Regions from separate parts of the Cricetulus griseus genome. Here region 1 is linked to region 2. Evidence: chromatin contacts called from public Hi-C data. All regions are on one chromosome and are shown on one strand. Each heading gives the region's core, a stretch centred on a gene start, on an enhancer-like site or on the middle of the called end of the contact. The rest is flanking DNA. Distances are from core to core; before and after follow the strand shown.

Region 1 (4,597 bases), core at 144-2,643, 73 kb before region 2:
GGGTTGGTAAGAAATGAATTGTTACTCAAAGCAAGATGTCATTAGAACATTTTTATAGCTGCAGCATGTCCTGGGGAAAGTACTATTTCCTGTTAATTTTACAGCTGGCCTTCTCTGTTCCTGTTATTCCAGCCTAATGAACAGTAGGGAAGATTTTTACAATCCAAACTAATTTTTAGTTTGCAAGGGAAGAACAATGGAGGAAGACGGAAGTGAGTAAGAAGAAACCAAAGTGTGGGCCTCACAAAGTGAGGTGAAACCACCATATAATGAAGACAGCGACAGGTTTCATTTATGGAGCTGTCCAGTAAAGTAGCCAGACCCAGAAGGCAGCCATTTAAATTAGTTAAAACTAATCACATTAAAAAAATTATATTCGATAGTTCCAGGTCAGCCTCCAAAGCCACAGAGAAACCTTGTCTCGAAACCACCCCCCCAAAAAAAAGAAAAATTATATTCGAGCCGGGGGTTGGTGGTTCACACCTTTAGTCCCAGCCCTCGGGAGGCAGAGGAAGGCAGATCTCTGTGAGTTTGAGACTAGCCTGGTCTACAAGAGCTAGTTCCAGGATAGCTTCCAAAGCCACAAAGAAACCAAAAAAAAAAAAAAAAAAAAAAAAAACCCAGCACCCCCTCCCCACACACACACACCAAGAAGAAACCCAGTCTCGAAAAGCCAGAAACAAGCAAAATCAACAAAAAACCATTCGAATAGGATGGTGTGTGTCCTTACCCAGGGCCTGCTGGGTATTGAATATAGGGACTTGTGTCTGCTAGGCAAATACTTTACCACTGAGTTCCCACTATGGAGCCCAGTTTGACTTCAGATTCATGTCCCTCCCATCTCCAAGCTGGAATTACAGGTGTGAGCCACCAAAGCCGTCTAATAGTTTTAATTCTTTCATGCAATTTATCCATGTGTTAAACAGCCACACAATGGCAACAGTATTGGACTGTGCAGGCAAACATTCTCATCATGGTACAAAGTTCTATTTAATCTGGACTTACTGGCACAGACCTGCAATCACAGCACTTGGGACACACACACACACTCACGTTGGATTTAATAGCAGTAGGATAGAAGAGTCCCTCCCACACACACACACACACACACACACACACACACACACACACACACACACACACACGTTGGATTTAACAGCAGAAGAGTCCGAATGGTGATCTGAGTGCTGACAAACGGAGTGGAAGATACAGACAACTTAGTATTCTAAGTCACAAGCTAGCTACTATGTAATTTACATGTCCTTAGAATCAACCACCCCTGGATTAGAGCCCTGGCCTCACTGCCTAACCCCTCTAGCAAAAGCCCTCCACTGTCTCCAAACTCCAACTCCCAACATGCCCTTCTACAGGGGCTTTCGGGAAATGTAGTCTTTGCAGTGCTCCAACCCCAAGGCTGCTAGGGAGTACAGCGCCCAAACCCCTGCGCTCCACTGCTTCGGCGCTCGTTCCGCCGCGGTAGTTAGTTGAATTGGCACCCGACGCTTCACAGGGCGGCGACCTCGCTGCCTCTTGATGCTCCAAGACTGTGAAGACGCCTAGACCAGCGGGAAGCCTCCCAAAGACCGCGGTAGCACACCTCCCAAACGCTTAAGAGGCTCCGGCGTCGCTTCTAGTATCCTCGGGCTCAGGGCGTGCTTGGTGAAAAGCGCATGAGCTACTGCGGGCCTCGCGGCCTCGGTAAACACCAAAAGGCGCCTGCGCAGTGGGATTTCCTCTTGTTAGACGCGCGGGGGCGCCTGAGCAAAGATAACAGCAATGAGTAGTAACGGAACTGTCCTCTATCCGTGGTCCTTTTATTGTCTGCAAAACACAGCCCCCTCCTTTCCTTGATCCTCTCAAAGGACTTTTGCAAAGAACATAAAGAACTAGAGAAGGCTTCCAGAACTAGTCCACTTTTGACTTGCCATGTGGCCTTGGGTAAATTGCTTCCTGGGGAACCTAAGCTTTCTAACATTTTATAGAGGAACCAGCCTGTGGGGAGGATCAAATGAGATCCAAAGATGTAAATGACTTTTCAGACTCCCAAGCTATGTGTAAAAGTGGAAGATTATTACAGGCAGTTGATTGCAGGCAGAGAGACACATTTCCTCTTTCTGCACATTGCAAACCTAAGGGCACCACAGAGGCCTGGAGCTTCCACAGGTCACTGTGTGAGCAAGGGCTAGAGCCCCGCCGGTCTGCCTTTGGCCTGGAGCTCTTTCTCGAACCCCAAGGAATAGTTGGATGTTGGAACGAACGCACCTGCTGTTCCAGAAAGCCTTGGAGGAGTCAAGGTTTGTCTCATGACCCAACTGTATGGAGAAAGCCTGAGCAGAGGGACTGATGACCTCGCCTGCTTGGGCGGGGTCACAGTTAATACCTCTGACAACCCCAGCTTGGGCGGGGTCAAAGTTTTAAGAAGCAGGGGTCCGAGCACGTGGTTCTCTTTCGCTCTCGCTATTCTGCGCGGACTGGAAGTATTTCTGTGTCCGTCCTTGCGTGAGTACCTTTCCTAAATAAACTACCATTATAAACCTGTCTCTGGCAACACCTTATCTTCATCGATACCTGGTGCGCCTGAAGCCTCCGCCACGAGGGAGACACAGCGCCTCCTGCCCTGTGCAGTGCTGCACCACCGAGTCTCTCAACCCGCCCGGCTACTGCACTGCTGGTTTCCAAAACCCCTTCTTTTAACGAAATCCATTTTAACCTCCTATAGTAGCCCCTTTGAGAAATGTTCAGATTACCTCGCTACAGAGCGACCTTACTCGCCTGAAACGTGTTCTGTGGTACACCTGCGCCACCTGCTGGTCAAACATAGTTACTGCGACTGAAAAATCCACACCATAGCTCCTAGTCCTGGGAAATCAATACAGGTAAACTTTATACAATAGCAAATAATCTTACGATGCAGAACATTAGGAATCTTTTTGCTTCTTGTGTGGAAAGGATGTTAGAGGAGGTTTATGACTTGCCCGTTTTACTGATATTAACGATCAGCTTTATGGTCAATGTAATATTCCTAAGGAGAGGATTTCAAAATAAAGCAAAGAACAAGGAGTTTGTACAAACCATTGATAAATTACAAAGGGAAATTCAGGAGGTGATGATCTCTAAAATGGAAGACATAGAATGCTTATGAAAAAAGGTTGAGGATATTGAATCTGGCCATGCTACATTAGCGACAAAAATAGAACAGAATCGTGGCCAAATAGGAAGCAGAATTTGTCCCATGTCTGCTGCTTTAATGACCAAAATAGGGAAAAATCAAGACAATATTAACTAGCAGAGACAACTCGATCCATGTCTGATGACTCTGTTAGTAAAAACAATGCTGGAGTCTCAAATTCGAACCCTGACAGAGAGAACTTGTTCCATGTCAGAGGATATTCACCAACTAGCAGGTAAAACACAGCTTCTGGAGGCAATTTACATGCCATTCAGATACTATCTCAGGATGAGAGCATCAAATGTTTAGAAACATATGTAAATGAACAAAACAAAAAAATTACCGATTCTATGAAAGCCTTAGAAACTTATATGATCCAGGAAGTTCAAACAATCAGAGTAAAAATAGTAAACAGATTGCAAGCCTTAGATAACCTTCAACCTGATACTTCAGAATCTGATACTTCTCAAATAAATATAACAGGCCATCAAAGAGGGTTAAAATCACCTACATCATTTAGATGTCAGGAAGACCTTCCTAAGGTTGTTTTGCCCTCTGCAGTGGTTTTCCCTGACCCACAGACAGCAGCCTTGAATACCTGGGATAAGGTTCATGAACCAAGAGAGAGAGTAGAACCCTTTAACAAAGTGGAACAGGGACTGAGAGAACTGTTCGCTGAATTTTTAAAGATCAGATCAGCACCACTGGAAGAGTGGGTCTTGCATACAGCTAATCTTGACTATAATGTCCAAGATACAGGAGCTTGGGTAAGAGAGGCAATCTCGAAAGGTTTAAAAATGCAACAGGAGCTTAAATGTTCTAAAGGTGATGACACAGAGGCTTGGGAAGGAAAAGCAAATTACAGAGGTCAAAATAGGCACCAAGGCCAGATGCTGTCACTACTATGGAACAGGAACTTGGGTAGGAAGAGCCTTCCCCAGAGGCTTCCCCGAGAAGGCATCAGGATCCTGGATGTTTCAGCTGTGGCAGAATAGGACATACTTGGAGAAATTGTAGGCAAGGAAATTCCAACAGTGCCTCATATAGAAGGCCTCCACCTTCAGGATTATGTAGAAGATGTGGTAAGGGCAGACACTGGACCAATGAATGTAGATCGACCAGAGACATACAAGGAAACCCTTTATAATCGGCATGCGAGAAGTCTCAGAATTTCATAAAAAAAAGCAAAAAACACCATGTAAATAGCAAAGGTTTAAAAAAGGATTTTTCCATCATTTGGCAACAAATCAAGGAGATAGTTAGAAACTATCCTACCTGTTCATTCTATAATCAAGTTCCGTTACCAGCAGGCAGTATTCCCAAGGGTATACATGGAAATGAAATTTGGCAAATGGATGTGTTTCACTTTCCAGAATTTGGAAATTTAAAATATGTACACCATACTATAGACACATTTTCAGGGTTTCA
Region 2 (4,281 bases), core at 1,129-3,628:
TTTCTCCCAACCAGAGTCACCCTCTGGAGATGTTTTGGGAAGGGAGAGGCCTTCAGAAGAGGCCAATGGGAAGAATTCATCTGGGTTAGGATTTTAGGCTATAGAGCAAGGTATAAGCAAATCAGGAAAAGCAAGGATGGGTTCTTGCCCTCTGCCCTCGGGACCTGATGTCCTATCTGAACTATCTGGGTCTTATGTGGTTCTCCTGGCACTTATATCTATCTGTTCAGGGAACTTGTAGGGTAGAATAGAAATCATATTCTCAGATCAGGGCCCCAGGATACACAAGGCCCCACTCTCAGAGCTAGTCTCAACATAGGTACTTGGCCAATAGGTGGGGAAGTTAAGGCCCCTAAGTAAAACATCTGACCCCTCAGTAGGCACAGTGTGGGGGACCATAAAAGTACTTGCAAGGAACCTGTGCTCATCCCCCATGTTCTTTGTTTTGTTTTTTGTTTTTCTGTGCTTTAGGGATCAAATTCAGGGCCATGCACATGCTTGGCAAGTGTTCTACCACAGACCCATGTCCCCAGCCCCATGTCTTGAACTGCAAATCGTCTGGACGTTACTTACAATGCCAAATACACTGTAAATGCTGTGCAGATAACTATCATACTGGAATATGATAGTTAGGGATACTGGTTAGGGAATAGGGACGAGGAAAAAAAATCTACATCTTTTCAGATAGATGTGGATTTGCCTCACATATTTTGGTCTGCAGCTTATTGAATCCATGGATGTGGGACATTAGGTTGCAAAGAACCTTCTTTGATCCCCACAGTTTGGGACCATCCCTTAGGGAAGAGTGGTGCCAATCCTGGTGTCCTGTGCCCTGGAATGTAGCATTAGGAGTCGTCTGCAGTCCTCAGCTCATGGATATACAAAGTCTTTGGGTTTATTTTTACTTTTATTTTTATCTCATGTGTATGGGTGTTTAGACTGTCTGCCTGTCTGTATACTGCATGTGTAGATATACACATGCACGTTTGGCCAGCTGTCAGGGTTGTGGCACATCTGTGTACTTGCATGTCTGTGCTGGATCTGAAGGTAGCCATGCTTGATCCTAATAGGTGCAGGGTGCAGGGGACCTGTGCAGTTTCAGTGGTGACAGGCCCTGGATGTGTGAGCTCATCAGGGCTGAGTATACACATGCTTGTGCCCCTGGGTACTGCTGCTGTGGGGGTTGCAGTGCTAGCTTGCGCTGTTAATAGTGTGCAGATGCTGTTTGGGTAAGTGAATTGGCACATTTATTGTTTGTGTACTGTCAAGTGTGAGTCACTGTGCACATATGTGTGTACATATGCTGCCAAGAGCCTGAGCCTGTTAGACTGTCAGCTCTCCTAGAGTACGGGATCTTTGTCAGTTTCCTTTACCCTTGAATCCTCGAACTCCGGCAAGGTTGGGAATCTAATAGGCCCTTTGTACATGTCATGGAGGTTAAAGGTCAGTGCTGCCAGGAGCTTTCACACTGCAGGTGCTGAGCTTAGGTGCCTGGCAATGATGTGAGCAGGCCTCAGCCTGTACTAGCCATAGACTAAAGGACCCTGAGCTCATCACGCCGATCCTTCTCTCTAATTCATGTCATCCCAGGGAAGGAGATATTGTCAGAGGAGCTGGAGGGAAGTGAGGAGTTGATAGGATCCAAGGCTACAGGGAAAGGTGTAAGCACACCACAAAACAAGCAAGGGTGGGGCTCCCTCCTTTCTGCCTGGCCAGGTTGAGGGCCAGGCTCACATGTGGCCTGAGAAGACCCCACTTTACCTCTGTAGCTGTGATATAGTCTGGTATTTCAGCTTGTGGCTGTGAACTGGCTGGGGGCCCAAAGATATTCAGCCCTGGAGGGGGAACCAGCATTCAGATCCTGCCTCTGGACCATGTCCCTGTCCGCCAGGTGTCAGACAAACCCCTCAGGACTCACATCTCTGAGTCACCGTGGAATCGTTTCTGATCAAGGGTCCCAAAGTCACTCTACATAGCCCCTTCCAACTCTCTGTGGGTCTCAGTTTCCTTCTCTGGCACTTGGATGCCTTGAGATATTTGAGGGAAAGGAAATATTTGCCCAGAGTGGGCAGCTACTGGCTGGAGTCATACCTTGCGAGGTTTCCCTTTTGTGTTTTGAATGCTTTGCAGCCCAGCCAATCCTTGGCCTTCCTGGAGGCTGATCACCTGTTGCTGGGGCAGAAATCCTTCCCTTCAGAGAGCCTATTTTGCAGCTTCTTTGGGCATCCTGCAGCGGGTGGGGTCTAGGAAATCCACCGTAAGGGCTAGCCAGAATCAGGGCTTTCTGGACATTCACCCTGTGAGGCCTCAGGGGACCAACAGACAGGGCTAGTTGTCCCATTTTAGTTTAGACGGTACTGGTGTGGCCTGAGGGGCGGGGAGGAAGTACTGCCCCAGGGGATTATGGGTGACTTTTCTCTCTCTTAGTGCTTTCAGGAAGTGTGTTGGCCCAGCCTGAAGGGGGTGGGGATAGGAGAGACGGAGAGCAGGAAGCAGAGACTAGAGCTGGACACAAACACACACACACACACACACACACACACACACACACACACACACTCTCTCTCTCTCTCTCTCTCTCTCTCTCTCTTTCTCTCTCTCTCTCTCACACACACACACAACAGATTTATGATTATATTCAGAAACACACACACTTATAGAATTGATTTACACACATTCAGAGACACCACCTATAGGTGTGCAAAGACATACCTGGGATTCATACCTCCAAGGGAGCAGGACACAGGCACGGCTGGCAACAGGGACTCGTGCCACAAGGCCAGCCTGCGCCCACATAGGCTTCCAGGGGCAGACACAGGCCACCTTGGCAGGCACTGGTCCACCTGGCTGGAGCCTGAGTTCTTAGGCCGGGGATTCAGCAGGCCTCTGAGGGTGAGTGAGGGGAAGTCCCGGCTAGGGTGTTGGGCAGGTGGGAGGGCTGGGAGGACAAGAGTGCCTCTTTGTCTGGCTGTCCACTTTCTAAGCTGCTTTTCCAGGGTGCTCTGCTGCCTCTTGGCTTGCTCAGAATTTTCTTTTACTTTCTCCACTGCCCCAGTTTTTTTTTTTTTTTTTTTTTTTAACTGTCCTTTTCTACCACATCCCTCCTTCCTTTTCTCTGGGTTTTCCAGGTCAGTGTCTCCCCATCAGCCTCTCCTGGATCCACTGGGGACCCCAGTACCTAATTTCTATTGTGTGTTTGTGTGTGTGTGTGTGTGTGTGTGTGTGTGTGTGTGTGTGTGTGTGTGTTTGTGTGTCTATCTTTGGGCCTCTGGTGCTTGTTCTATTCTGCCATTAATTTCGAGTTCCCTGTACCATCTAGAAATTCCCTTGGGGAGATTTAGGTTAGCTTGTTGCATTGTCAAATTCAAGATTGCATGTGTCTAAACCCCTTGCCCCCAGCCCAAGGCGACAGGGACCTACCTGCAGAGAGGGCTGGCACTTTGTTTGTCTGGTTCCTCCCCTGCCTGGCAGGGTTGTTAATTGGTAGGTAAATGTTGAGTATGAAGTTGACCTCCCCTCCTTCTAGTTACAAGGAATCCCTAATGAACCCAGCACCCTTCGGGTCACTAGGAGCACAGAATGGCCTCTACTGTGGACTGGGCACGAGAAGCAGTGGGGGAGGGATCCTGAAACTGTCTGAAAGCTCACCAAGAGATGACCTGGTCTTCCTGTCCTCAGGGAGAAAGTAGGACCAAACCCAGGAGGTTCACAGAGAAGACTGGCAGATAGATGCTATGCGCCTCTGGCTCACCACAACAGGACTGTCTGTGGAGCAGGCAGCTCAGCAGGGGTCAGGCAGTGGAGTGGTATGGAGGGCCCTGTGGACTGTGTGAGCTAAAGGAGGGGGAATGCATGGGTGGGTTTCCTGGAGGGCGAAGTGTGTTTTAAGCACAAGGGAATCGATGGTTTGTGGTCATTCCATGTAGAAAGCCCCAGCAGAAGCCTGACCCACAGTGTCACTTAGCAAGGGGAGCCCCTGGTCCAGGAAGAAGTGCCCTGGGCTGTGGGGCCTTAGTTGTGTGCTGAACTCGAATCGGGTGCTATTGGGGGTGCATTTGGGGGCTGCAGCCTAGAGCAGGATGCTGGCAGTGTGGCTGTTCAGGACAGCCCTTTGTGTTAAGTGACATGTAGGCTGCAGATGTCCATTCTAGCAAAGGGAGTCTGCAAGAACTTGGTCCACTGTGGCCTGGGCAGAAGTGAGTGGGGCATAGCTAGGGCTTTGCAGCAGCACCAGCACTGAGGTGGAGGAGGGACAGAAGCAGCATGGGGGAAGCAAGGAGT

The links. A called contact is a pair of places that touch in the nucleus more often than the background predicts.
Region 1: a contact with region 2 is called in a Hi-C map of the CHO-K1 cell line, with 4 times the contacts expected there. The contact joins the enhancer-like site here to the promoter of LOC113834881 in region 2. A contact is called at or near these places in 3 of 8 Hi-C or Micro-C datasets (the CHL-YN cell line, the CHO-K1 cell line and fibroblasts).

The regions. Positions count from the first base shown.
Region 1 is chr3:98,190,332-98,194,928 of CriGri-PICRH-1.0, reverse strand. No RefSeq gene overlaps it. Among named protein-coding and RNA genes, the nearest start is that of Stard10, 14 kb to the right of the region's middle. Within about 2 kb of position 1,393, at least 6 of the 6 cell types and tissues checked have open chromatin away from gene starts, as enhancers often do. A contact at or near this core is called in the CHO-K1 cell line and fibroblasts, where this site is marked.
Region 2 is chr3:98,118,543-98,122,823 of CriGri-PICRH-1.0, reverse strand. LOC113834881 reads right to left here and starts at 2,378. Exons shown (of 3, transcript XM_035442343.1): 1 at 2,092-2,378. The coding sequence starts at 2,341. All of the region lies in intron 3 of Arap1 (arf-GAP with Rho-GAP domain, ANK repeat and PH domain-containing protein 1), which reads left to right.